6 separate regions of the Mus musculus genome follow, and all the other regions are linked to region 1. The links are chromatin contacts, called in public Hi-C and HiChIP or PLAC-seq maps. All regions are on one chromosome and are shown on one strand. Each heading gives the region's core, a stretch centred on a gene start, on an enhancer-like site or on the middle of the called end of the contact. The rest is flanking DNA. Distances are from core to core; before and after follow the strand shown. Region 1 has its middle 44 kb from the start of Gm35145. Region 2 has its middle 36 kb from the start of Gm39243. Region 3 has its middle 8.8 kb from the start of Gm39243. Region 4 overlaps Zfhx3 (zinc finger homeobox 3). Region 5 overlaps Zfhx3 (zinc finger homeobox 3). Region 6 overlaps Zfhx3 (zinc finger homeobox 3).

The links. A called contact is a pair of places that touch in the nucleus more often than the background predicts. HiChIP or PLAC-seq counts read pairs in DNA pulled down with a chosen protein or histone mark.
Region 2: a contact with region 1 is called in a Hi-C map of the N1E-115 cell line, with 8 times the contacts expected there. The contact joins two enhancer-like sites. A contact is called at or near these places in 1 of 484 Hi-C or Micro-C datasets (the N1E-115 cell line), 1 of 115 datasets of contacts at active chromatin or transcription factors (embryonic stem cells) and 1 of 9 other capture datasets (embryonic stem cells).
Region 3: a Hi-C map of the N1E-115 cell line shows a contact between it and region 1, with 9 times the contacts expected there. The contact joins two enhancer-like sites. A contact is called at or near these places in 1 of 484 Hi-C or Micro-C datasets (the N1E-115 cell line) and 1 of 9 other capture datasets (embryonic stem cells).
Region 4: an H3K4me3 HiChIP or PLAC-seq map of embryonic basal ganglia shows a contact between it and region 1, with 4 times the contacts expected there. The contact joins two enhancer-like sites. A contact is called at or near these places in 4 of 115 datasets of contacts at active chromatin or transcription factors (astrocytes, differentiating embryonic stem cells, embryonic basal ganglia and 1 more).
Region 5: a contact with region 1 is called in an H3K4me3 HiChIP or PLAC-seq map of embryonic basal ganglia, with 3 times the contacts expected there. The contact joins two enhancer-like sites. A contact is called at or near these places in 1 of 39 promoter capture datasets (hippocampal neurons), 16 of 484 Hi-C or Micro-C datasets (Sertoli cells, adipose-derived mesenchymal stem cells, cerebellar granule neurons and 9 more), 4 of 115 datasets of contacts at active chromatin or transcription factors (astrocytes, embryonic basal ganglia, embryonic forebrain and 1 more) and 1 of 9 other capture datasets (embryonic stem cells).
Region 6: an H3K4me3 HiChIP or PLAC-seq map of craniofacial prominence shows a contact between it and region 1, with 6 times the contacts expected there. The contact joins two enhancer-like sites. A contact is called at or near these places in 5 of 115 datasets of contacts at active chromatin or transcription factors (craniofacial prominence, differentiating embryonic stem cells, embryonic basal ganglia and 1 more) and 1 of 9 other capture datasets (embryonic stem cells).

What each region holds. Positions count from the first base shown.
Region 1 is chr8:109,415,047-109,419,519 of GRCm38.p6, forward strand. It overlaps a transcript of Pmfbp1 not described here. Among named protein-coding and RNA genes, the nearest start is that of Gm35145, 44 kb to the right of the region's middle. Within about 2 kb of position 2,380, at least 67 of the 459 cell types and tissues checked have an H3K27ac peak or open chromatin away from gene starts, as enhancers often do. A contact at or near this core is called in the N1E-115 cell line, craniofacial prominence and embryonic basal ganglia, where this site is marked.
Region 2 is chr8:108,433,593-108,438,065 of GRCm38.p6, forward strand. It overlaps a transcript of Zfhx3 not described here. Among named protein-coding and RNA genes, the nearest start is that of Gm39243, 36 kb to the right of the region's middle. Within about 2 kb of position 2,474, at least 1 of the 459 cell types and tissues checked has an H3K27ac peak or open chromatin away from gene starts, as enhancers often do. A contact at or near this core is called in the N1E-115 cell line, where this site is marked.
Region 3 is chr8:108,478,854-108,483,326 of GRCm38.p6, forward strand. It overlaps a transcript of Zfhx3 not described here. Among named protein-coding and RNA genes, the nearest start is that of Gm39243, 8.8 kb to the left of the region's middle. Within about 2 kb of position 2,713, at least 34 of the 459 cell types and tissues checked have an H3K27ac peak or open chromatin away from gene starts, as enhancers often do. A contact at or near this core is called in the N1E-115 cell line, where this site is marked.
Region 4 is chr8:108,757,650-108,762,122 of GRCm38.p6, forward strand. The region is part of intron 1 of Zfhx3 (zinc finger homeobox 3); the gene reads left to right. Among named protein-coding and RNA genes, the nearest start is that of Zfhx3, 45 kb to the left of the region's middle. Within about 2 kb of position 2,037, at least 79 of the 459 cell types and tissues checked have an H3K27ac peak or open chromatin away from gene starts, as enhancers often do. A contact at or near this core is called in embryonic basal ganglia, where this site is marked.
Region 5 is chr8:108,786,439-108,790,911 of GRCm38.p6, forward strand. All of the region lies in intron 1 of Zfhx3 (zinc finger homeobox 3), which reads left to right. Among named protein-coding and RNA genes, the nearest start is that of Zfhx3, 74 kb to the left of the region's middle. Within about 2 kb of position 2,198, at least 14 of the 459 cell types and tissues checked have an H3K27ac peak or open chromatin away from gene starts, as enhancers often do. A contact at or near this core is called in embryonic basal ganglia, where this site is marked.
Region 6 is chr8:108,817,626-108,822,098 of GRCm38.p6, forward strand. The region is part of intron 3 of Zfhx3 (zinc finger homeobox 3); the gene reads left to right. Among named protein-coding and RNA genes, the nearest start is that of Zfhx3, 110 kb to the left of the region's middle. Within about 2 kb of position 2,391, at least 115 of the 459 cell types and tissues checked have an H3K27ac peak or open chromatin away from gene starts, as enhancers often do. A contact at or near this core is called in craniofacial prominence, where this site is marked.

The DNA of each region.
Region 1 (4,473 bases), core at 1,130-3,629:
GGGTTGGGGACAAGAAGGAAAGGGGATACACTCCCAAAGAACACATCCTACTTCTTCATTCTTTGCCACTCATTTTCCAGTAGGGGACACTCAAGTCCCTAGCTGATGGAACGATCTTTCCTCCTTTGTTTGCCGTATCCTCTGCCGGGCCACCTCAACACCAGAACGTTAGTGTTCCCTTCACAGATGAAATATCTACTCAGGGTATTATTTTTTCCAAAGCAGTATTTTTCACTTGACAGCATCAATTTCATCAGAGGAGATTAATCCAATGACTTTAATTTGCAAATATCTTTCCTCTTTTTTTTTTTCCTTGTCTTCCACCTTTGATTTTGAGTACATGTATAATAATGTTGAAGGTTGGGTTTCCGCAACAGAATAGGCCCTGGACAGTCTCACAATTTGATTGTGCACAGGAAGCCACTGCTCTGTAACCACCCAAAACTGGAATTTGTCTCTAGAGCTGTTTGTTAATGAGTGGGAGGTAACCTTTAGGGCTCATTAACATTCCGCTGATGGAAAACTCCAGCGCACAGGTCTCTCTCCCCCCACTCACTTACACAGAAATCTATCTCTGTTAGGCGTGCTGGTGTGTGGAGATTGGTCTGGGCCCTCCCCCTTAGCCCTCCCCTTTAATCTCTTGGTCAGGTTTAGGCAGAGATCTTTAAACTATATAGATTTCTCTTTCACCATGCTCAAGGAGTGTGTTGTGAATCCAAAGAAACATACTGGGCGTCTGAGTATGTGCTGGGTTCTGCTGAGTCTGTCTCCTTCCATCCATAAAGCAATGTACTCACTGATGCTCGACGTAATAAATGGGGTGGGGGTGGTCATGGAGGTGCTCTGTACCTGAAGGCAGAAATAAGAATGGGGAGGGGGGAGGATACAAGAAGTAGCAAGCCCCCGTGTACCAACCACACCTAGAAAATCACAACGAGTTGTTTTCACGAATCCATTTGCGAGACGGCAGTGAACAGGAAGCCATTCTTATCACTAGATCCCTGTGTGGTGTGACAGCAGCTGGTTCCCCTGCCCTGCCAGCAAATAAGACCTCCAAATCCTCCCAGAGCGCGGCAGGTAGCATCCGTGTGCGGCAGAGCATTTAAATTCACTCGGCACTCCTCTGTAAAAGGCCACCATTGACCGGTACATGGCACTGCCAACCAACATCACCTAAACAGATGGAATAACTGCCAATGGAATTTGTGTTTTAATCACATTAATGTATTTGGCAGGGAGATCCACCTAAGTACACATTTCAAAGTCTGCCTTTGATCTGAGCCCCTTTGGGGCATTTTCCATGACTGATAAACTCCTCCTCTGAGTTCATAGACAAATGATGGAAATTGTGGGTTTTTTTTGGTTTTTTTTTTTTTTTTTTTTAAGAAAGGGAGAAGGAAGCCAGACACCCACGTCCCATCTGGCCTCTCCGTCTCTTGGGGGATGAGAAGCTCCGAGATTCAGGACATCTCACTCTCCTCTCACCTGCCTGGGCAGCTCCCTAAGAAGGGCTCCCTGAAAAGGACACTACTGCCCACCCAGTCCCTTCTCCCCCTTGAACACAGAGACACACATACATGCTTGATACAGAATCCACGGTCTCTGCGAGGCTCCTTCTGCTATTTTACAGACGCCTGTTTGGATGCTTGTGGAAAGCCTGCTGCCAACAGCTTCCCTCAGCATCTGCCCCTCTAGCCCATCACACATGTCTTGCTTAGCTTTCTAATATACCGTGATGGAAATCAGAAGCTGCGCTTTGAATGAAAACGCTCTAATTGTGCGATCATTCCTTCTAACTGTTCCACCGTGAGTCAGGCTCAGTACAGACACACAGACAAAACCAAGCCCTGTTGAACTTGGCAGTTTCCGCTCTTCCGGAGACGCAAAGGGCAGAAGGTCATAAGCAAAGTGTGATGGCTACTGAGGGGAAAAGCTGCTACATACAGATTCCCCGCTCAGACGCAGCTCCACCTTGCCTGCTCTTGAAATGGATCATCAGCTACGTCCCTTCCCCACTTAGGATAAAGAGATCTGAGGAGGTTTTTAATTCTCAGATGAATTTTCTTGTTTGTTTGTTTGGTGGATTTTCCCCCCTTCTTTCTCCTCCACAGAACACAACTAGCAAATGATTGGATCTTTGACAGAACAAAGGTATTTTTGATGGCTCTGTAATCTAGTGCGCTAATGTTCCCAGTCCCCTCATTGTCTTGCTGTCTGATCCTATCCCTTCTGCCAGACAGTCACTGCGGGATGAGTCACTTTTAATGTCTGATAATCAAGGTGAATTTTCAAAAAGCTGCCATTTTGGAATTATGCACTATATCCCAGTGTCAGGGACTAGAAAAGAAAGTGAAGGGATAAGGAAGGCTAAGATAGACACCTACTGTATGTTTGGAGAACTGCAGGACCCAGCCAACGTGGTACCAGATAAGATGTGTCTGGAGGGTCCAAGTCGATCAAGGCATACATGATGAGACAGAGACTATGTTAATTATAAATTAAAAATAACTTCTATGATAATGAAGATTATATGCACAGGAGAAAACGTCTTAGTTAAAACAGACTAGAAGGATAGAATTAAAACGCAGCCATTTGGGGCCATGGATTCTGTACCTACTGAATATATTGTGGTCTATTAAATAACCTAATACAAACTTAACATTTGAAAAAGAATAGAAGGGAATTGTAGTAGTCTCCGTGGAAGCTGTATTGTCTGCTGTCCTTACTTAAAGCGCTATCTGCTAAGAACATTACCTAGCTGATGAACACAGCCTCTCTCCAACCACGGAGATGAGATATTTCTAGAATCATTTAAAGAAATACCCACCCTACTCCCCAACAACAACAACAACAAACAAACAAACAAACAAAAAACCCACCAAGCCCAGTGAACTAGCCAGAGGGATGCTAAAAACCCAAGGCAAACAAAGGGTATCAGACACTCTTTCCGGGTTTTGGCTCTTCAAGTATAGGGTGGTCATTGTCTCCTCTGAGGTAATTAACTAGAGCCACGGCTCCAAATTGTAGACCTTGTTTTTCATTGTGGGCGTTGTGCTAAGTGGTGGGGTGGCTGAAGGAAGGCGATCTGAGCATAGCCCGCGAGTTCCGTTTATTATCTGGAGACGTGAGCACTATAAATAGAGCCAGGCTGTTTTGACTAGGGAAATGCTGTCCTCCTCACAGCCAGGGGATGCTGGGGAGCAGACGCTGAAGCTTCAAAGCTTTGTCCTGCTTTAGAAAAGCGTGAGGTTTTTCATGGCTGTTTCAGTGGCTGGTCGGAGAGTCTGCAGGCGCTTTATCTGTCCTGGGGGAAGGAAGAAATGGCATTTCAGAGGATGCTATTTTATACCTGTGATGGATGCTTACATGTGTTCTCCAACAGAGGCATCTAAATACCCTGGCATCCTCTGTGTACAAGTTGTATTTACAGATTATTACACTTATATTATCTACAGTGGTTACCACTAATCCTCTGTGTGTGTGTGTGTGTGTGTGTGTGTGTGTGTGTGTGTGTGTGTGTGTGTTGGGGGGGTAACAGAGAGACACACATATAAGCGCACACACATATGAGCACACATATGCTATAATCCCATAAAATGGCTATAAAATAGGCACATGAAGAAAATTTGTCGTTGCTGCATGGCTGTTATAGTGCACATAAAAGAAGATTTAAAAGCCAGAGAGTATTTGAGCTGTAAGCAAGTCCTTAGAGGTCATTTGGTACAGTCCTAATTGTAGTAAGATGGCAGAAAAGTGACTTGTCCTGTGACACTCAGTCAGAGGTCAGCAGGTGCCAGGCTAATGCCGAGGTCCTTTCTCTCAGCTCGGCACACATTTCTGTTGCCACGCACCCTCGGCAGCGTGGCTAGTCATGATTCCAGCAAAGACACCCGGAGGAAGAAAGAAAAACCCCCAGAGAGTCGCACATTTATAATCTTGAAATACAGGAATGAAATGAAACATAGTATGAATTAAAATTTTTTAAAAAAGCAAGATGGGAAAGAACATACATGTATCTGACAGACAGAACCTTCTCTACCTCAGCCAGCATTTGATACGAAGGCAGAATTGTCCTTATCTTACTAACAGAGACATTTGGAGCTGGCAAAGAAAGTGGGTGCTTCTGGCACAAATGATAGAGCTTTCTTCTTCTCCATATGTGCTTTCAGCGAGAATGTCAGACTCTCTAGGCCCCAGACTACCAGACACAGCAGACACCAGGAAGAAAACAGGACTTCCTTTTACTTCTAGACTAAATCCTTAGCAGGTGTAGATAGCCTTGCTCTCTGTTCAAAGTCTGCCTGCTGTAATCTGGTAGGTGTTTTTTGCCTCTGTAATTTGCATTTCTCTTTTGCTGTGTTCTGACTCCCGTGGGGGTAAAAATCTGCCTCCCCCCCCCAAAAGATTTCCTTTGTGCTTAGCTTCCTGGTGCCCAAAAACCCTTGTCAGGTCAAGTTCATCTCCTGTTTTAAT
Region 2 (4,473 bases), core at 1,224-3,723, 980 kb before region 1:
AAGCACAGCCAGAATCTGACCCTATTCGGAAAGACTTTAGGGAAGGACAGCTGGGAGTGAGGGTGGGTATGGATGCTGCCTTTATCTGCCAGGCAGTTGTGTACGGTGGAAGCATAGAAGAGCCCTGACATTCTCATCCTCGTCGGATGCTGAGCTGTTACACATGTGGTCCAGGAAGCCCTGTAGACACCTGCAGGTGACTAAGGTGTGAAAGGGGCCACCCTGTGCAATGAGATCCCCTGTCACTGGGCCCTATTTCCTAGTCCCCCTGGCTAAGTGCACACCTCAGATTCTGTCCACAGACGTGAAGCTTTCACTGAAAGCCAGTCATGAATTTGGATGTTATTGGTTGCTATTCCTAAAAATCTACTCAGACAGATATATTTAAGACCTCTAGTATCAAGTCCATGCCACTTTTAAACTATTAAGACCAGCTAGTGATGCCATTGCATTGAGTTTCCAGACATGACGCGCAGTGCCCAGATCAGTTTGAATGTCCTTGTAAACAAAGAGTACGTTTTCAGTATCGTAAATAGTCTGTTGCTTTAGTATAAGTACGTCCCCGGACGTTGGGGCTTTCTTTAACATTTGGATTGAAACTGAGCAGTTCTCCATCAGGCTCGATTTTGTGCTTTCTGTGTTTTGATCTCTCTGAGCCTCAGTTTCCCCATCTAAGAAGGACATTCACAGTAGTAACTGTTTCATTGTGAACTGTACATTAACTAACTGGATGTGAAGGCCTTTGTACAAGGTAGTCTCTGGCAGGATTTTACTCTCTGCAAGTAAGATATATCATTGGAGGGAACATTATTTGATAAATAAAAATGTAGGGCCGTTAAACAATAATGTCTTATTTTCCTCTTGGCCATCTCTCTTTGTCTTTTGTCCTCAACCTCTTTCTTCCTTGCTTATTCCTCCAGCTTCTCCCACCACCTCTACTCTCTTGTATGCAAACTGGCTATGCTAATAACATCCCTGTCATGTTGTCAACTAAGCACCTTCCTCGATTCCCCCACACACCTGGGCAGGATGGCTGAGTAGCCTTGAGTTGTCTCAAGGCCTCGAGTTCTATGATCTCAGCCCTGCTCTTTGACCTTATGTGGTTGAGTGTCCTGAGATAAGAGTGTCATTACACATACCAATACAAGGAGTGTACTTAAAATGCTATGTGAACCATCATCTTTATAATACGTGGCTGTTCTCCTGGGCCCCCTAGAAATAACAGCACTTGTTGAAATCAGCACCTATCACTTGAACCAAGCTGGGTACTGGTTTAACCCTAGGGAGTAAGTAAACGGATGTGGGTCCTACCTTGGTTTTCCTGACTCTAGCCATAGAAGCAAACCAAAATGCCTTTAGCCCTCACTAAGATAGACCCCCGTGGTGAGTTTTTCAAGTTTGATTAAGATAAGAATATTTTCCTTGTCTTTCACAATCAAGTTCTGGGCAAAGCTTCCAGCAAGTTAATGAGAATTGAACAGCGTTTCATGAGAATTTAAAGAATCGATGTCCTGATAGCTACAGCTGCCATGACCTCCTGGCCATAGCTATGTAGATTCTGTCTGGAATGAGGTCAGAGCAGGCAGGGATGTCCCTTCTGGGATCTGCTCTAAGACTCACCATCAGCAGCTCCCCAGCCCAGACCAAGGTTTCTAGAACATCAGTATTGTTTGGGTGTACCTGTGAGTTAGGCACAGGCACCTTGAGCTAGGCAACTAGAGGAAGTCTGGGCTTGGTAGCATCTCTGGTTGATAAGAAAGCTAAGGATGTCACAACAGGTGAGGTCCCAGATAAAGACTGAGGGTGGCTGATTCTGTCCAATGTCCCTATACTGCACGACAGTGACTGATCTTGCCCCTTACCACTTCTCATCATGCTGGGCATGGTTCCAAACACTTGCCAAGCATGCACTTGGTTTAGCCCAAAACATCCCAATGCCACAGACACAGTTGTTACTGCGTGGCTTAGATGAAGAAATACAGGAAGAGGGGCAATATTAATGCAGACTTCTCCCTGCTCTTTGCTATCCATTTCCTCATTACAGAGCACTACCACGCAACTATCCTCATAGTTTCTGAGTGGTATTCTACACAGTGTAATATGCCAGGCACCAAGCATGCTTTAGACCTCAACTCTTTCAAAAAGGATGTCTATAAGTCATCACTGGGAGAAAGATGTAATTTCTCGGGGCTGACAGACTGATAAGTAGAATAGGAATCATGGGTCTTTTGAGCTCACTGTGGTCCATCCAGAGAGGAAGGATTTCATTTGGATAGCAGGCCTCCCAGCATTGAGGGTCACAAGAGTTTGGAAGGATGAGCTGGAAGTTGAAACGGCATGCCCTGCTTGACTAACCAGGACCTGTACCACACTATGTGGTAACAGTCTTAAGAAGAGATACACTATGCTAGGTCAGCACCCTTAGCCTGCCCTTGGCTGGCCTGACACCCACAGCTACCTGGAATGGCACTGACAAGGAACTTTGGAGAAGGGAAGAGGGATCCACAAGGATGCTGTGTGAAAGTATCCCATTTGACTCCTTAGTGTAAGTTTAATGTGCCTATCAAACAGCCAGGACTTGCTATTTCTTGACAAAAGAGACTGATGTCACCACAGCATCTCATGAGCAAGATGCCCACTTAGGATTAAGTAGCACAAAGTCCCCCACTGCCATCTGACTGATTTAGGAAGGGGGGGATGGCTGCTGAGAGAGAAGAGGGTTCCCCAGCGGTGCTTAGAGAGGGCCCCTTGGTGCGGCCACAGCTCTCCTGAGCTGACCAGCGGCGTTTAAATGCAAGGGCTGCTGTGAGCTGACTCGCTGCAGGATAATTACGTTAGGGACCAATACGGCCTGTTGAAAATCAATTCCGTGGGACCAGTGTGTTTGTTCGGAAAGCCACTCAGCCAATTCAGGAGTATATTAGGCAGCAGGCCCAGTGCAGTGACCTCTTCCGGATTGGGGTTGACACTTGAACGAAGGCGTTTGTCCAGTTAAAGGACAGTACTAGCAGCAGGCTCTTATCTCCCATAAATTGGATTACTCAGATCTGCTTGTTCTCTTTAAAGATAGTGACTCTTGGGCTTTTCCCCTCTCTTTCCATCTGTCTGAGATGGTTACCTAGTGATTACTGTCTAACGTGCCATCCTTATGTATTTCTGGACAGTGTCTGTCACCAGTGTGACTTCTCTTTCCTGAATGGGTGGACAAGGTTACCGGAGCTGGGCACCTCCACTTGTCAGGTCTCTGGTTGGCCTGGGGAATGGATTTCGATCCTGGTGCCCAGGCCTGTGCATTCGCTTCCGAAGCATGCAGTCAGAAACTCTGTGACATGCTTTTCAGTGATCAGTAGGCAAGTCCTGTGATATCCCATACTTCCCGTCAGACAGGTGAGTTAACTCCCTAGTGGCTTCCCCTAGCTTAGAACCCTAAGCCTGCTCACTATGCAAGCAATGTCTCTTGAGTAGGAAATGCATCTGTGCATGACAACTGTCTCCAGCCCTCCAGAGCATCAAAGTCCTGCAGAAGGCTGGAGAAGTAATCACTACTGAGAGTAACCCCCTCACGCCCCCCCATGGAAAGCCCAGGAAATCCTGTCTTCAACACCTCTCCTGGTGGAGTCTTCCCTCCCCAGACCTGCCGTACTAGCACAGGGTTGTAAGGGGTGTCACCAAGACAGAGCCAAGTCTGGGAAAACGTGTGTCTCCTCCTAAAAGGATCCAGGAAAGACTTATGGCTGCAATTACAGGTTCTTTTAATGACACATAAAATTAACTGCTCCACATATCCATTCACTCTGACAGCCAAGGATTTCTCTGCGGTAAAAGGAGGGCCACGCGCACTGTCAGCGAGTCACACGTCCGTATCCCAAACCCTGTCAACCAATTAGACTTCGAGAGCAAGCCGCACCATTTTCTAATGAAGCTATAATCAGGCTGCTCCCTCACCCAGAAAGAGCAGATAGTCTTGTCCAGAATGGAGAAGGTAATCGCCAGGGGAAAAGGCCTGAATAAATCAGAGGTGATTTCAGCCTGGCTCACTATAGGTCCGTTATAATTGGAAAGTGGCTGATGCAGACCCAGCCTCCCCCTCAAACTGCATCACTTGGGAGAAAGTGCCTTGCCGCATCAGGAAAGCAACATGGCTTCCCAAACAAATGGCTACGGGGGCAGCAATTGTGGGTGTCCGTGCTTGGGGATGCACTGAAATATAAGGAGAAGAGGTGGAAGCAAAGAGGAAAGAAGGGGATACAGGAATAACCCAGAGAGAGGGAGGGAGGGAAGGAGAGGAGAGAGGGCGGGGGAGAAGAGAGAGGGTGTCTCTATTGATTGACTGGGACGGTGGCTCACCTATGTTACAGCATGTGTGTGGAGGTCAGAAGACCACTTACAAGAGTCAATTCTCTCCTTCCACTGCCTGGGTCTCAGAGGTCAAACTCAGACATCAGTCTCGGCTCCCAGCACTGTTACCTGCTG
Region 3 (4,473 bases), core at 1,463-3,962, 940 kb before region 1:
CATTTTTCTGTTTTGTTTTGTTCTTAAGACAGAATCTCTCACCAGCCTGGAGCTTACCAAGTAGCCTAGTTCAGCTGGCTAAAGAGCCCCAGGGATTCCCTTGTCTCTGCCTCCTCAGCACCAGGGCTACAGGCGTATGCTGTCAAAGCTGGGCTTTTGTTGTTTTTCTTCATATAGGTTGTGGGGATGGAACTCAGGTCCTCACGCCTGGGACCAAAGCATTTTACCAACTGATCCATCTCCTGAGCCCCAACTCAAAGTGTTTCTGCATAAACAAACCTGAGACAACCTAGCAGTCAATGATTCCCAAGGCCAGAAGGCCAGTGGACGCAAAGCCATTCATGAGGAATCTCAAGGACACTCTTGTCCATTGTCTTCTACTGCGGTGATGCACTCCATTTAGGGACACTGGGCTTAACTCTGTGTTATGTGATCAGTTACTTTTCTGTTGCTGTAACGAAACACCATGCCCAAGACAACTTAAAGAAGTCCTTACAGCTCCAGCGGGGTAAATTTGTCATCACCATCGTGGCAGGAAAGGGTTGGAACGGGCAAGCAAAGCAACCGATCGGCAAGCTAAGAGCTCATACTTTAAACTAAAACCAGAAAGAATAAACACAAAATGACAAAGAAAAAAAAAAACCTTTAAGCTCTCAAAACCCACTCCCAGTGGCATGCATCCTCCAGAAAGGTCACATACCTCCTAAACTTCTCAAAACAGTGCCATCAACTGGTGACCAAGCATTCAAATGTCCAAGGCTAAGAGGATATTTATCATCCAAACCACCACATGTGGCCAGGTACGGTGGCACTCTCGAGTAGATTGTGGCACACTTGAGAAGTAGAGGCACGTGGACCTCTGAGTTTGAGTCCAGCCTTGTCTACAGAGTGAGTTCTAACACATCCAGGGCTACCCAGAGAAACTCTATCTTAAAAAAAAGAAAGAAAGAAAGAAAGAAAGAAAGAAAGAAAGAAAGAAAGAAAGAAAGGGAAAAAGAAAGGAAGGAAGAAAGGAAGGAAGAAAAAGAAAGAAGAAATATTGAAAGTTTTGTCATTTTTATATAGTTTTGATGCATGTGTGGGTTTTTTAAATATATGAATAACTAGGACACAATATAAAGGATGAAAAGAACACCCTGGGTTTCCCTCAGGGTTGAAGTATCCACTGCCATTTGACAAGAGCAATGCTGTGCACAGTAAAAAGTCTGTGGTCCCTAAACCCATTCAGTATAGTAGTTCAGGCAGCAGTGGCAGCAGCAGCTCAGGCCCAGGTCAGACTGCCTGAACCAGACTCTGCCCCATCAGATCCCTAGGTGACTCCTGTGGGTATCGTCCTGAAACTCGGGTCCAGGAATCTGCTGCAGTCCTGGGCTCTCTTATCAGGCAGGGTTTGAGTGGATCTCAGTACACACAGAAGCCAGGCCTGGGCATTGTTGGATTTTATCACCTCTAAAAGAGGATGCAGTATGTAAAATGAAAGCATCTACCGTTGGGCGATGTTAACATATCAAAGCCATCTCTGCTTTCTTCCTTTCCTGGGCTCTCTCCCGCCGTAATAGATACAGGCTGGCAAAGTTATTAATGCAGAAACTTCCTGGGACTCGGGGCATTTCAAAGGATCGGAAATTCTCGGGCACCGCAGTGGTGAATGTTGGCTTTAGCACTGCCGGCGAGCTCAAGTTGCAGAGATGGTAACTAGGAAAACTCACCCGACTGCACGGACTCTCATTTCCAGTTGTGTGGAGATGCGCGAGGCAGGGCCATTTGGGGCAGGGGAGGCTGATTGCTCTTTCTAAGCTGCAGTCCGTGACTTCCTTTATTGTCTTGAGCTTCTAGAACACAGCAGTGCCCCCGGATGCTGTCCCTGGGCTGTTTCCAAATCCGTTGCTCCATGTCATTGGACCAATTATCTAGAATCTACCCAATGTAATGGCCACCAATGTGCTTACATGCAAAGAGTTGTGAGCCTCTGTACTTCATGATAGATGGTAGATCTACACGTGGGCTTTCCTCTTACCCGGGCACTCTGCCTGGTAGAACAGCCTCTTCTCTAGCTACTCCAGGTCCATTGCTTCCTTCCTGAGAAATCCAGACCTACTCCTCCCCACCCCCACCCCCACACCCCCATACAGCCTCCTCCTCTGTCCAGCCTAGCCTCTGCCATCAGATTACCAGGTAGTCACTAGTGTATGTGTGACTCTTTCCCTCTTCTTGTATCATTTTTCCTAGGCTGCTTTTTCTTCCCCCTCGTTTTATTTTTATTTTATTTTATTTTATTTTATTTTATTTTATTTTATTTTATTTGTGGTCTCTGTCACTCCACTGGGGCAAAAGGGTAAAGGGATCTGGCACTAAGTGCGAGCAAATGCTGAATCTGGAATCTATCTTCCAGGCGGCACAATGCTAAAAATGCATGGCAGGACAGCCGCCACTGACACACTCTCAAAGACATATTGCAGGTAGCATTATTTATTGTGGCAAGGAGTTCATAGAACTGCTGCCTCAAAGCACCCCGAGAGATCCTAAAAAGCCCATCTCCCATCAGGTGAGGCAGATTTATGGAGGCAGCCCCAGAGAGGTCAGGCAGTAGGGCTTAGGAAGCAGGCTCCTTTCAGAAAGCCTGGATTCCCTTAACATATTCAGTGCAGTGCGATTGGTTCAAAGGAGGGCTTGAGTCTGTAATGTTGACCATAAAATTGCAGTGACATGCTGCTTTAGATAAGAGGGCTGAGGGAAGGGGGCAGGGATGCTGCGAGCCCAGGAGCAGCCAACGCAGGCAAGACCCTGGAGCATGCGCTGAGATTTGAGGTTAATGTGTGGGGGAGAGGCCGGAGGGGGATGGGCCCAGGCAGATGAATGTTCACACAAAGGAAAACCGAACCCACTGGCCCAGACATGGCAGATAAGCCCTGAGTCCGTGCAAAAGCAAAGCCAGGTGCACACAGGCACATGGGAATACATGCAAGACCTTCAGGGGTACGTGTAACCATCCAGATTGGAAAATATACTAAGGCAAAGCCAGCTAAGCTAGGCTCACCATTGTCCTGGAGTATAGAAAAAAAAGGGCTGCATCTCATGATCCCTGCCAATTTGATTGGTGTTTCTCCTGCTTTACATCAGCCCTGGGCACACAATATGGGCTTACCAGTTCTGGGTGCAAAGATTCTTTATTTTATTTTATTTTATTAGATATTTTCTTTATTTACATGTCAAATGTTATCCCCTTTCCTGGTTTCCCTCCCTAAGTCCTCTCCCCTTTTCCCTTTCCCCCTCCCCCTGCTCCCCAACCCACCCACTCCTGCTTCCTGGCCCTGGCATTCCCCTACACTGGGGCATAAAGCCTTCACAGGACCAAGGGCCTCTCCTCTCATTGATGACCGACTAGGCCATCCTCTGCTGCATATGTAGCTGGGGCCATGAGTCCCATCGTGTGTACTCTTTGGTTGGTGGTTTAGTCCCTGAGAGCTCTGGGAGGTACTGGTTAGTATGATTCTTAGGCAAATAGATGGATCTGGAACATATCATCCTGAGTGAAGTAACCCAATCACAAAAGAACACACATGATATGCACTCACTGATAAGTGGGTATTAGCCCAGAAGCTCGGAATACTCAAGGTACAATTCACAAACCACATGAAACTCAAGAAGAAGGAAGACCACAGTGTGTATACTTCGATCCTTCCTAGAAAAGGGGAACAAAATACCCATGGAAGGAGTTACAGAGACAAAGTGTGGAGCAGAGACTGAAGGAATGACCAGCCAGAGACTGCCCCACCTAGGGAATCCATCCTATATACAACCACTAAACCCAGGCACTACTGTGGATACCAAGAAGTGCTTGCTGGTAGAAGCCTGATATAGCTGTCCCCTGAGAGGCTCTGCCAGTGCCTGACAAATACAGAAGTGGATGCTCAAAGAGCACAAGGTCTCCAATGAAGGTGCTAGAGAAAGTACTCGAAGAGTTGAAGGGGTTTACAGCTCCATAGGAGAAGCAAAGATTCTTAATTCACAACAACCATCTAGGCCAGTAGTAGTTCTCAGCCTGTGAGTCACAACCCCTCTGAGGGTTGCCTACCAGATATCCTGCATATCTGATATTTACATTAAGATTCACAACAGTAGCAAAATTGCAGTTATGAAGTTACAACAAATAATTTTGTGGCTGCGGGGAAGGGGGGCAGGGGAGAAGGCAAGTGTCACCATAACACTCAGGACTGTATTAAAGGGTCATAGCCTTGGGAAGGTTGAGGACTGGGCACAGCTCTAAGATAAGGCCCTTCTTTGAGCTCAGAGCTTCTGAGTCTGATGGACAAGAGGACTGAGCTCCTCGCTTTTGGAGTCAGTGATGTCCATACTGGGACAAGAACAGAGCAAACACCCTAAGGAGGTGTTCCCCAGGAAGTCAGGCCAGTGTCTGCTATGTGAATTGCTTTTTCCTGGTTGGTTTCCACTGACCTTGTTACAGAGTCACCA
Region 4 (4,473 bases), core at 787-3,286, 660 kb before region 1:
ACAGTTCCTCTTATTGTGGTGACCCCACAACCATACGATTATTTGTGTAGATACTTCGTAACTGTAATTTTGCTACTCTTATGCAAATATCTTTTTCCGGTGGTCTTAAGTGATTCATGTGAAAGGGTCATTCGACCTCCCCTAGGGATTGTGACCCATAGGTTGAGAACTGCTGACTTAGATTAGGCATAGCTTGTTGTTGGTCAGTGGTGAACTTGGTGGGAAGTCAGTTTTTGTTTTGTTTTGTTTTCTGTAGTGGAGAGTGCTATAAGTGATATCATGATGAACAGTCTGTATTTGCTTCTTAGACTAAGCTGCTGTACACAGATTCTCCTCAGATGGCATCCTTTCCAGCTGTGGCCACACTATGAGCAGGAGGATAGCTTCGCCCATGCTTGTGAGATAGGAGTGTCCTTTGCAGGGTAGGGACTCTGGGATTGGACCCTGAGGTGACTTTTGCTCAAGAGCTTCAGCAGCCCTCTAGGGTAGGTGACAGCTGTTGCTCAGCCTGCGAGACCTTTAAGGAAAGGCAGTAATTGCTCAAACAGGCCCCTGGACCCTCTGAATGCGATCATGCAGGTTACATGGGCTCCAAGTGAGATAGTGCCTTGAATTCTTCAGTGATCTTAAGAATGCTATGATATGGTGCTTAGCATATAGGAGGCCCTAGATCCCTAGCACTAAAACAACCAACCAACCAACCAACCAACCAACCAAAAAAAAACCCAAAATCAGAAATGGTTGGGGTGATAGGGAAGCTTCACATGGAGTCTGTCTGTGAAGGTCAAGGGCTTCCTGTGGGGCCCTGGGCTCAGTTACCAGCAGTACAAAGAACAAAACCGTAAGACAGGACCCACCATGCCGCCCCAGGGTCTTTCTAGAAAGCAACGCTGAGTTTCTGTTGGTGATTTTCCATCTCAAAGGGGGCTTAGATGGGTCTCTCTCTGAGCAAGAACTGTGGTTCTCTTTTAAGAATACCAGCCTCTCTCCTCCCTGCATAGAAGGTGACTTCTTTTTTTTGGTGGTGGTGAAAGTCCTGCCTCATTCTTAGCCTTTCTGGTGGAAGGGTTGAAGATTCGCAGACTGGCCTTCAGTAACAATAGCTTTGGGACCAAGAGGAACGAAAGGGATCTTTGTAGTGATCCTGTGTCCACAGTACTGGTCAGACTAGTTCATACCTGGTTGATTGTTATCAGTAAAGTAAACTTAACTCTATGGCCAGAAACAAGCCTGTAGCATCTAGCAGCTTCGATTCACCAGGTGAAGCCGCTGTGGCCACAGCAGTCTGCACATTTCAAGGGTTGCAGGTGGGAAAGCCGGGGTGTTTGTGCAGGGAAAGAGGTCCTTAAACCCCCCACCCCCAAGTCTGGCCCCTTCCCTGTAGACTTACAGTGGGGTTACGAGTCTCATTTTGTTACGAGATTTGCCTTGTCTTGTGGAAAGTCGAGGGCTCATTGGTAGCTTATTGGTATTCGGTGAATGTCTGGGTAGCCACGGGGTGGTGAAGTCCAGCCCCTTCATCAAGGGTTTGCTTGGTGTGCTGGTCACACGGGTTTATAGAAGATGAAAGGCCACCGTCTCTGCCTGTAGGAAAATGATATCCAGTAGGACCAGCCATTATCCGGGCAAATAATTACCTGCATTTAAGCGCTCAGACGAAACGGAGAATCAACATTCTTAGTAGGGAGGAAAGCCACAGCAGGATGGGACTTCTTGAGCAGGTTGTGAAATCCCAGGGCCTGAGGGCCCTGGGTGGCTCAAACTATACCTGCATGATTTTGCCTTTCAGTTGCTCTGTTCTCATCTGACCCTCTCACAATCACAGCCGTCCCTTGGCCAGATCCAAGCCTTCCCCGGGTCACGCTGCTGTTGCCGAGGCTCCTCGGAGCTCTGCGATCTGCCTGAGGTCCTACAGTCGGAGCACCAGGCCTCCCCTCGTGGGGTTCATGGGCCGACTCCTTTTGCGCTTGCTGCCTGGCACACCACATCCCTGGCTCAGGATCTCTTCCGAGGCTGGGATTGCTTGAAGACTGGCAGCCTTTGTGTGTTTCATAGGAGAGGAATTTGGGGGCTGGCCTTGGGAAGAGGCCTATGACAGCTGTAACTGTGGATGTGATCGGAGGGACAAAGAAGTTGTCCATCAGACAGGTTTGTGCCAGCAGTTTAATTTCCTTTATTTCAGGACTGGAAGTTATTTAAATTACTTTATAGACTTCCTGCTTCCTTACAAGAGCTCATTAAGTAAGTGCAGGCTGAACTGCTTCATTGCCATAATGGAGTGCCTGGACTTGCAGTTCTCATTCTGCCCTCTAGGGGGTCAGGAGCCGAGAGGAGCAGAAGGAAAACATGGACAGCCCAATTAGATAACTTTTTTTGAAGTTCACATTCATTCATTCATTCATTCATTCTGTGGGCATGTGTGTGGGTGCACGTGTTGTATGCCCAGTGTATGGAGGTCAGAGGACAGCTGTGAGAGTCCATTCTCTCCTTCTGCCCTATGGGTCCTTGGTCTCAGGTGGTCAGGCCCGGCAAGCGGGCACCTGTAGGCACTGAGCTGCCTCACTGGCTGTGGCGACTCTTAATAGGTGCCCCATGATGGATTGACATAGGGGATCTAACTCAAGTGTAAACAACTACCCAGTATTCTGAAGTCTGTTGTCTGTTTCCTGCATCTTGTTAACTTCACTATAATTCATGTTCTGGAGAAGTGGCAGGATGCTCATCTGGCTTTACAGTTTGGGACCCTAACTACTGTTTCTGTGATTGGAGCAAAAGCTAAGTGGAGTTTTATAATCAGGAACATGGACCGAGAAGGTCATAGAGTCTCTGGGTGATTTTGCACATTGTGTTGGTGTGACGTTTGAATCATTTAACCCTCTGATTTACTTGATAGGAAAGTTTTCAAATGAATTCCAGAATCGTATTACAGCTCTTAAGTCCAGGTCTCGAAAAGCCTCGTTGCCTAAATGCTTTACCTTCAGACATTCCAAGAAAATCGTATTTGGACGACCAAGAAATATTCCTTGTACATCTTTAATTGTCCCATCTGTCCAGGGGAAGGGGAAAACCGGCCCTAGAGGGCAGAACCGAACAGGTTGCAGAATGCTGGCTAGGAACAGTAGCCACAACAAACAACTGTTTTGAGGACAGAGATGGTACCAGTGTCAAGCTGTGGCTGGCTCCCTGCAGATGTGCAAGCCAGCTGTTTACCCACCTCCCTCCCGGGAAAAGCTGGAAAAGGTTGAAGTCGGACAGGCGCCACATCCAAGAGGACCTTCCTGGACCCAGTGACTTTTGACCTATTACTGTTCAAAGTCACCCGGTACGAGCCACCACTATTCAGTGTGTGCTAAGTTTTTTTGCTGACCCGGAAGGTCCTGAGCACTCCCCGGAATTACCGTCCTCTAGGGTCAGGGTGGGGGAGAGTCACTCTTCTCTTTCGGGCAGACAAGAATATTTCTAAAGCTGGAGTATATCACAGCGACTTAAATATAACCCGAGTCAGACCTGCGCGTCTACACGAAGGCCCAGTTTTAAATATTCATTTACAACATTAAGCGCTGTAATTTCTTCATAAAGAATTCTAAAATAATAAAGATGACCTGGTAGGCAGAATTCCCTTGTATTTTTCTAAAAGCTTTTCATAAGGTCCCTCATAAAAGATTAAGAGACAAGAAAAAAAAAAAAAAGAAAAACCACAGTGTGGCACAGAGTCCTGTTGTGGATTAAAAAGTGATTAAGTGGTAGGGAACACGGGGAAGCTGGGGAGACCCACTGCTCATAGCAGGGAGAGGTTAATCGAGGGGCGTCCGAGGACTTTGTCATGGGGGCCAGAGTTATTAAGTATATTAATTGTTTGGAGAAGCAAATGGATGGTGAACTCGTGCAATCCACGGCCGCTACCCTGGATTTTGTGACTTGGGTTTGACACAGACGTGTCTGTCCTGAGTGCATCGGGAAGCCACCTGGTACTCCGGTAGGAAAGGAAACTTAAGTCCATGGCATGGTTAGATGGGTAGCTAAGGCGACTTCAGAGCCTGTGGCCTCTCCCAGGGAAAGACTTCCAGGAGTTCTCATGGGTACCAGCAGCTCCGGAAGCCACTAAAGCAGCAAGCAGGTCTATGACCTTGGAGTGGAGGTAGGCACTTTAGAAGGATGGCACTGATACTTGTGGGCAGCGAGGTAGCTGGGAGGTGGCCTGTTGAAGTCTAGTAGAATACTCAAAGCATAAACAGGAATCCAAAGCCCTGAAGTGTCCCCCCCACCCCGTCTCGCTTGCTCTAGCCATATTTATTTCATATGTGTGGGTACACTGTCACTGTCTTCAGACACAGCAGAAGATAGCATCGGATGCCCATTACAGATGGTTGTGAGCCACCATGTGGTTGCTGGGAATTGAACTCAGGACTTCTGGAAGAGCAGCCAGTGCTCTTAACCGCTGAGCCGTCTCTCCAGCCCCACTCAAGTGTCATC
Region 5 (4,473 bases), core at 948-3,447, 630 kb before region 1:
TCCATGTTAGCTAGAAGTCATGGCATCCACCTGCTGTGGAATCATGCAGGCTCTATTATTTGAGAGATCTTGTCCTTGAGATGGGAATCTTCAGGAACCTCACTGAACACTCTTAGCTGGGTTTCTCAGGTCGCCAAGTCTCTGCTTGGTTTCCTTTATGTGTGCTCTCACGGGCCGTTTGCCAAGGCTCTCCTCCTTTGCCGAGAGGTTTCCCCTCACTCAGAGGAAGCTGTTTAAACCTAGGGAGAATTTGCACTCAGGGTTTCTCTGTGTAATAGCCCTGGCTGTCCTGGGCTCTCTGTAGACCAGGCTGTCCTGGAACTCGCAGAGATCCGCCTGCATCTGCCTCCGAAGTGCTGGGATCAAAGGCGCGCGCTGCCACACCCAGCCCATTCTTTTAACTTTGACAATGATGCTCCCATACATCACTCTTTCCCTTGTCTGGCTTTGGGAGGCACTGTACTTACTATGCACGCCATGCTCATTTGTAGCCTCCTCCTCAGGAGAACATATCTATCCGGACATATGCTAGCTTCACTTTAAATAATGGGCGAGCGAGCGAGCTTGCGGATGCATCTCTAGGTGTACAGCTTTTAAGTTATGCCCTTTTCAGTTTCCAGGTTTATTGTTATTATTATTGCACGTTTATGATGCGCATGTAGGCACGTGTGACAGTGGATTGGCACACTGTGTGTGAGGTCAGAGGGTAACATTTAGGAGTTGGCTTTGTCCTCCTACCTTTGGTTCTGGGGACTGAAGAGCAGGTACTTTTAGCCACTGAGCCATCTCTCTGGACCCTGCATTCCTGTTTTATTTTTTGTTTCTTCTCATTTGACATGTACATGAGTACAGGTGCCCAAGGAAGTTAGAGGTGCCACATCCCTAGAAGCTGGACTCACAGGCAGTCGTAAGCTGCCTGATGAGGGTATTGTGAGCCCAGCTGGGGTCTTAGGTCCTTAAAAGAGCAGTGAGCTTTCTTAACCACTGGGCCATCTCTTCGGTCCCACTATGCCCCTCCTTTCTTGAAAAGAAGCGAGGACATGGGACCTGCCGTCCGTGTGGCTTCTCTGTTCACGCGGTCTCTTCTAGCTTTCTGATGCTATGCAGAAAAAACAAAGAGGGCCACTTTAAGTTCTCCTGTTCGGACTGGTAGGTCTGAGCAGTCCCCGATCTTGAAACAGTCTCTGGGCACATGAAGATCTAATGCAAAGACTGGCTATCAGCATGCTTTGCTGTTGTCTTTTCTCACAGCAGACATCAAAGAAAAAATATCCCGAGTAGCTAAGAACACAGATCCTACAGCAGCTATCTGGCTTTGTCATTTAGGCTACCTCAATTTTACATCTCTGAAATGGGTATAAGAATAGCACCCACCCTAGAGCAGTTATGATTAAGCCTGTTGATACTGATTCGGTACCTAACTCATTAAGTGATGTTTCCATTATAAAGCCTTTAAAAAAGCTTTGGGGAAATATAGGCACAGGGAGGAAATGAACTCACCCATAACCCCACCTTCTCGAATTTACCTTCCTAACATTTTTTCATAGAAATACATGATGATGGCTTTATGTTTAGCAATGCACACTTTACTCCATTTGCAGCTGATCAGCTTGCAGTGCTTGTAAACGTTTTCTTCAGCATCATCAGCCTTATAACATGTTGAATTCCATGAACTCTAATTTATTTATTCTCTGTTTTTTGCCCGATTATTTCCATCTCTCCCCTTTTTTTTTTCGTCCTAAATCTTATTATGAACAATCTCATATGTCCACACATCTCCCGGGTTGTTTCCTTAGAATAAATTCCTGGAATGGAGAAATTGCTGAGTCAAAACATGTTGGCAGCATGTGCTGTGCACTGCCTGGGTCCCAGGAGAAGGGTGATCCTTGTATTTCTCCCTAGGGCAGGGCAAGGAGTCCCCAGAGGACCAGGCACCTTTGCCTGCTGGCTGACTTCTCTGGTGATGCCCTGCAGGTTCTCCACGTAGGCAACAGTTTCTCTTGCTGTCTCTATTCTCTTTGTTTTTCTTGCTTTCCCCTTTGTTTCCCTTCTTGGTTTCCTGCCAAACAGCCCCTCGTGAAAGGACCGCCTAATTAACCCTGTGCTAATTAACAATTTAAAATTACACAGTGTGACTGTTCATGTTTAATTCGATGGGAGCTGGAGCAGCAGGAGCCCCCTCCCCTTCCTTAGAACCACACACCCCTACTCAGCCTACCAGAACTGAGGCATTTCATTCATCTCTCCCTCCTCCCCCCTGCCTCCTTCATGGAATAAAACTGAACTTTCCTTACAACAAACACCCTCTCACTTTAAAGAGGGAGATAGTTGCCCAGGCGAGTGTGGCAGACCTGGTAGTAGCATTCTATCCTTGCAAAGCAATCTTTTTAAAAGAGATTGATATTTCCAAAACTGCAGTGGGCCTTAAAACAGGGAACCTTGATATTCTCACACAATACCCCCCCCCCTTTGTATTGGGGGATTCCTAAGGTGCCGGAATTCCTGTGCACTGAGTACTTTTCAATGGCAGATTTAAATGCTCCGCAGAGCAAAGAAGGGAGCAACAGTGCGTGCGCACAAACGCCTGATGGATCGCTTCCGTGTCTACCCTTGAATTTTGTCATCGGAAAGATGTGCTTTTATAAAATCTGAACTGAATTCCTAAACAAGTAGCATTGGAGTGTAGTTATTGAGGCCATTTAAAGGGAACCTGCGGGAGTAGCCAGGGGACCAAGAATTGGCCTGCAGGAAGGGTTGAGAGTTCCGGGTGAGCCAGACTGGAGTGTCTGTGGGATGGGGTCAGGGCTGGAGGGGAGGGCTTAGGGGGCTGAGGAGAGGTTTGTGAATGCTGAGTGGCAGGGCTTCCTGTGAAAGTGTGGGGACCCACTTGGTTCCCAGGCCGCCCTCTGTAACTGAAGAGCATTGATTTTACGGGAAACCATGTTTACAGACAGAGCGCTGATCGACCTGCCGAGTTGACTTCTGCCTCCTTAAGTAAGAACTACCTTTTTCTTATTGACTGGCTGATAAACAGAGCAAGCTCGCTGGGTGGGAGAGTAGTGGATGCCCCGAGGCCCATGAGCTGCCAGACTGGGCAGGATGAAGAGATTGCTTCACGTCAGCGCACCCCCACCCCCTTCCCAGTCTATTCCTTCTTCTCTGCATCTGCTAGGGACCCAGGCAGGAGGACACATGCAGCCTTCCTGCCCTGGCAATACAGAAACAGACAGGCTGGTCGTCTGGTGAAGATGTCGTGAAACAGCATCTCAAACTTTAATTCAGGGTCCCCAGAGATGATGTGTATCTGACAGGTCTGTTTGGGGTGGGGTGTGAGCCTGCATTTTTCAGGACAGTGCTATTGACGCATCTCCTTAAAAAGTTTCGCCTGCAGTCAGTGGGTATCGGGGAGAAGCTCTAACACAGGCGTTCTGGGCCTGGAAACTGGGCTTTCTTTCCCACCTGCATCTTTATGGGCTGTCACCTTCCTAGGATCGACCCCCAGACCCAATGCCCCAGTTCCCTGTCTTTCAGAACTAGTAACTTGCTTGGGAGTAGGGAACAAATTAAACGAGTCTCTCTCTCTCTTTCTCTCTCTCTCTCTCTCTCTCTCTCTCTCTCTCTCTCTGTCGTCGTCGTCGTCGTTGTTGTTGTTGTTGTTATATTCTGTTTTTAAAGTCCCAGCCCCTTAGCCGGCCAGTTCATGGAGGAGGAAGAAGAGAGCCAGGCAAGCAAAGCCCACCAATTAATTGGTAAATGCTAGCAGGTTTCTCTGGCCCAACCCAGGCTGGAGAGGAGATTGGCTTTGCTGTCAATAAACAAGTCCCTGGTGCAGCATCAAAGCTGTTCTCCTTTATCAATCGTGGCCTCCCCTTCCCGCATGTTCCTGTAACTTACCAAGCATTTATGACATTGATTTTACAATCGGGCTGTTAACCCTCCCGCCCCTTCAGACCTGCCATCCTTTTGGGCTTGAACTGTCAATCAGGTGTCATCCAGCCAATCAGGGATGTCCTTAGGAAGAGCCTCCCCCGATTCTCACCTAGATCCCAGCTAAGCCTTGTGGGAAGCCCTGTCTCATTTGCCACTGGGGCTGGTTTAGTGAGGTGATTTGTTTGAAGCGAACAGGTCGTTTCTAAGGCACACGGAACTTTTACCATCACAGAGGCCAAGGTTATCAGTCGATTGATTGGACAAGTGAGTGCGTGAGAGTCTTAAACCAATCATGGCACATCCTTTTGGAGGCCTCTGCAAGCCTGCCTTCTCCTCCTTTTCCCGAGGGGGAGCTGTTGGCTCACTATGCAGTCAAGCCCGGAGAAATACAGAAAGTCGAAGACAAGGTTGGCAGGAGATGGAGGGAGATGAAACCTAGCCAAAAGCTCTGTCTGCTGCTCATGAATGAGCTAGATGGCAGAGCAGGGACCAGATGGCCTGGGGTCTGTGACTAAAAGACTGAACCAGGTCTCCTACAGGTGC
Region 6 (4,473 bases), core at 1,141-3,640, 600 kb before region 1:
CGTTGAGTTCATTTTCTGTTGGCCATCACTACTGGCCCGCCCTTAAGAATGTCTTGTATACCCAATGAGATTCATTTGGAGGAGACAAAATTTTCATTTGCAAGTGGTTATCGATTGGCGACAGCGCTGGGTTAGGGGTCGGGTTTATGTCCCCTTCCCCTCTCTGCACTGGAACCCCATCTGGCTCAGACCTGTGCCATCCGTCCCCTGTGCAGGCTTCCAAGGTCTCTGTGAGTTCTTCTGCGAGTCAATCTTGTTGTATCTACAAGACCTTGTTTCCTTGGTGCCCTCCGTCCCCTCTGGTTCTTACAGTCTGGCTCTTAAAACCCTGATCCTTGGTGGGAGGGATTTGATGGAGACATCCCGGTCAGGGCTGAGTGTTCTGAGGTCTCTCCCTCTCTACACACTGTCCGGTTGTGGCTCCCCTATATGACGCCATCCGCTGGAAGGAAACCTCTCTGGTGATGGCTGAGCAAGGCACTGATCTGAGTATAACAGAATGTCCTTAGGAGTCATTGTATGGCTCTGTTCCTTTAGCAAGACAGTAGTATTTGGTTTTCTCCTACGTCCCCGTATCTAACCTCACGTTCTTGGCCACCAAGCAGCGTCAGGAATGGGTTGCATGTCATGGACTGGCCCTGAATCCAGTCAGATACTAGTTGGTTACTCCCACCGTTTTCCCACTATTGTACTTACACATCTTTGAGGCAGGTCACCCCTGAAGAGCTGAGAATTTTGTTGGTGTTTACCTTCCTCCTTTGGTAGTGTGCAGAGAATCTTCTAGTACAATGAACACCAGTCCATAGGCAAAGGCTTAGGTAGGCACCGCTGGCTGGACGTCTCCATGGACGTCTCATGTTCAGTGAGCTGTGTAGGTGCTGGCTTCACCTAGGGCCTTACTGATAATTGACTTTTCATAATTCGTTTTCCATTGGCTTTGAACTGGATACACTGTCAGGTTTGGAGGACACAGTGGAGAGACGTCACCATTACTGGTGTTCAGTGAGATGATTGAGTGTGTCACTTGACCATAGTTGCTCTGTGGTGACCCTGTGTGAAGAGTGAGAATCTTGGACACCTCTAGCACTAAAAGCATAAGCGTGTTGAAGTTTTTTTCCCAAGTGGGTCCCTCTGCTTCTTCTAAGAAGAAGGGCCCCAGCACAGTCCTTAGGGACTCTGAAACTACCCAGGGCTGGCCTCACTCTGGCTTGTGTGCGGTCCAGCCCTTCTCTGTGGAGAAGTCAGTTGTGAGAAGTGAGCTAGGAGGTTGCTTTTACTGCCAGTCTCTTAATCCTGGTGTCCACAACCTGAGGTGTTGCTGCTTTGTCTGTCTGTCCGTCCATCTGTCCATCCAACCATCTTTAATTTTTTTTTTTTTTTAAAACAACGTCCAGCATCAATGTAGCTGTATCTCTCGTACTTGGTCAAAATCCCCTCGCTGCACGCGAGGATGTGGAGGTTTGGAATCGACGCTGAGCATAGGTGTGTTCTCAGAGACATGAGCTACTCTGCTTTCTTAATTCTTTTACTGTTTTTGGCAGAGGCTAACACATATTTAAAAAAAAAAAAAAAAAGACAAAGCAAACTGCAACAGGGCAGCTCCCACCAAAGCAGCAGCCCCCACGTGTGCGCACCATAGAGGCAAAGATGGACAAAAGGAAAGCTGAACTCTAATTAAACTGGAATACATCTGACACCGCTCCCCTTTCATGTTTGGTGCCTACATCTGAGTGCATCCTGTAACCTTGGAAATACCACAGACCATCCTGGAGTCGGGGGCAGCCCCCCAGACACTAGCCCAGGGTTGGCTGGCGCCTCAAAGCCGCCCTTCCCCGCCTTGCATAAGCGAGTTCATTTACATCGAAAGCCTTGCTGCTGTCTGTGACATGGCTGACTTAACATTGCCTTAGGAGTCTCCCTTTAATGTTTACATTTGTGTTCCTGCTTGTGGCCTTCAAGTCCCCACTCTCCCTTCCTTACAATCAGCACCTGCAAGTCAAGTATGCAAAACTGTTTCCATGGCAACCTGTGGCGAGCTATTAATTTTAGATATTCCAGAAGTTTCTTTTTCAGCTGGAACTTTTTTCTTCTTTTTCTCTCTCTCTTCCTTTCCCTTTCTCTCTCTCTCTCTCTCTCTCTCTCTCTCTCTCTCTCTCTCTCTCTCTCTCTCTCTCTCTCTCTCTCTCTCTCTCTTAACAGCCCATCCCGCCTCATCTCTGGATGTCAGAGGTTAATCTCCTTGGCTACCCTAGTTGTAGATGTTTCTCTCCCTCAACCCCTCCTCTTTTAAAAGCTGATTTCCCCACATTTTATCTAATGAAACACACAGCTAGCCCCAGGGTTTCTGGTTACAGATCTAAGTCAACAAGTGGTAGGAGGAGCCACCTTGCTTTGAGTCTCAAACTGCTAACTTAACCACGCCTTTTAACACCCACAGCCATGTGCCCAGTACACACTCCTGGAAAGTCTCACTCGGTCTGTTGCCTGCCTGGTAGTTAGAGCTGTGTGAGAGGGTCCCAAAAATACACTTCTAAACAAAACAACCCCCCCAAATTTAGCTGCTCCTCTTAATTGAACTGATAGACCCAGAGGGCTAAGTTTCCACGATGTTTTTACGAGGCAGTCAGGAACTTTGTGAAAATGGGGAGCCTGCGGGGTTGGAAACACCTGCAAAAAATGCAAACCCCCAGGAGAGGCAGGCGCTCACCTAGGTTGCAAATTGGAGCGCCAGTGAAGAAATGCAAAAGACTCTTTTGCATAGCAGCGCTCACTTCCCACGTAGTAATCATCTACCAAGAACGGTATTGTAGTGTCCAGGATGTGGGGTCAGCCAAGTTATTACTTTAGTTTACATGTTTTTTAAGGACTGTATGCAAGTCTTTTGCATCCCTTGGTCACGTGTCAGTCATGGCTCTTGTCATTTATTCTTAGCGCGGGGATAATCGAGCTGATTTTGGGAAACGCATGAGCCTCGGTTTTGTTTTCTGGCCTAGGAGGTCTGATAAGTATTTTGTTTTCCTAGATGTGTCGGTTCCAATCTGACGCTCACTGTGGGCCATAGCTAAAAACAAGGAAATACAAGTTTTGTTCTGTCGCTGAGCATTGAGGTAGCATTGGCTTCCCTTAGCCCCTTAGAGCTGAGTGGACCTTCCTTCCTCCTCTTACTTGATTGGGCATTGGAGATGGATGCCCCGCCCATCTCTTCACTGCATAGGCTAGGCTAGCACTCCAGAGCTCAGCCACGCCCACAGCTCTTTTCAGCCCTTCACTGGTTGAGACATTCCTTACCACCCTGGGTCTTAGGACTTTAGACTTCAGATTGCTCTACACTCCAGGGACCCCAGTGGCACTTCACTGTCTTCTGTCTGCTGTCGACTACCTTTGGCTTTGATGATTTTTCATAAGCTTCTTTATGTTTCCCCCTTCCCATTTCTGAACAGGTTGATCAGAAAACAATATGTATCTATAAGGAGAGATCTTGGGGTAGTGCTTTCTTCAGTTGCTAGCTAGTTTTCTGCTTGTTAGGACTGTGGGGTATTATTCCCCTCCCTCCCTCCCTCTCTTCCTCCCCCCTTTTCATTTCTCCCTCCCTTTTTGTCTATAGTAGGTTGTTTCTGTTGCTTGGGGAGGAGAGGGCTTATTCCATTAGACACCTGCTCAGCCTGCTTTCTTACTAGCACCCAGGGCCAGCTGCCCAGAGGTGGCACTGCCCACAGTGAGCTGGGCCTCCCCACATCAGTCATCAGTCAGGAAAAGGCCCCAGGCTTTGCTCACAGGGCAGTCTGCTGGGGACATTTTCTTAGCTGCCTGACGTTCCTGCTTCCCCAATGACTCTAGCTTGGGTCAACTTGACCTAAAACCAGCCAGCATGGCTTCTCTTCCCTTTCTCCTTCCCTTCTTCCCTTCCCCTCTATTCTTCTCCCTCCCTCCCCTCTATTCCTCTCCTTCCCCTCCCCCTTTCCCTCCCTTCCCCTCTCTTTCTCTCTCCCAGCCTTCATTTCTTCCTTTCCTCTTCTGACCCCCTTTGGTCCCCCTTCCTCATCGGATGCTAGGAGCCTGGTTGTCCATGAGCAGGGTTGCGGGGCCGCGTCCTCACCCCCGGGTCTAGTTTCCCACAGCTGGTGAGGAATCTCTCAGCTTGGCGTCGCAGTCTCATTTTCTGATCCCAGAGCACGCTTGCTTTAATGTGTTTCAGTTAATGAGGTAGAAGAGAGAGTGAAGTGGCAGTGTTTACACACAGACAGCCTGTGCTGAGGGCCCTGCTGTAGCCCATTTGGCCCTGGGCATCCTCAGGGAATGAGTCCCAAAGAGCAAGCCACCTTCTCCAGTTTGTCAGTCTGGTACAGGTAAATAATACTATGTGTGAGCTTTGCTGAATCATCCAGTTTGGTATTATGTTTTGCTTTTTTTTTTTTTTTTTTTTAATTTTTATTTTTCCTAGGTGAGGCTTTCTTTTGGGGCGATTAAAGATAA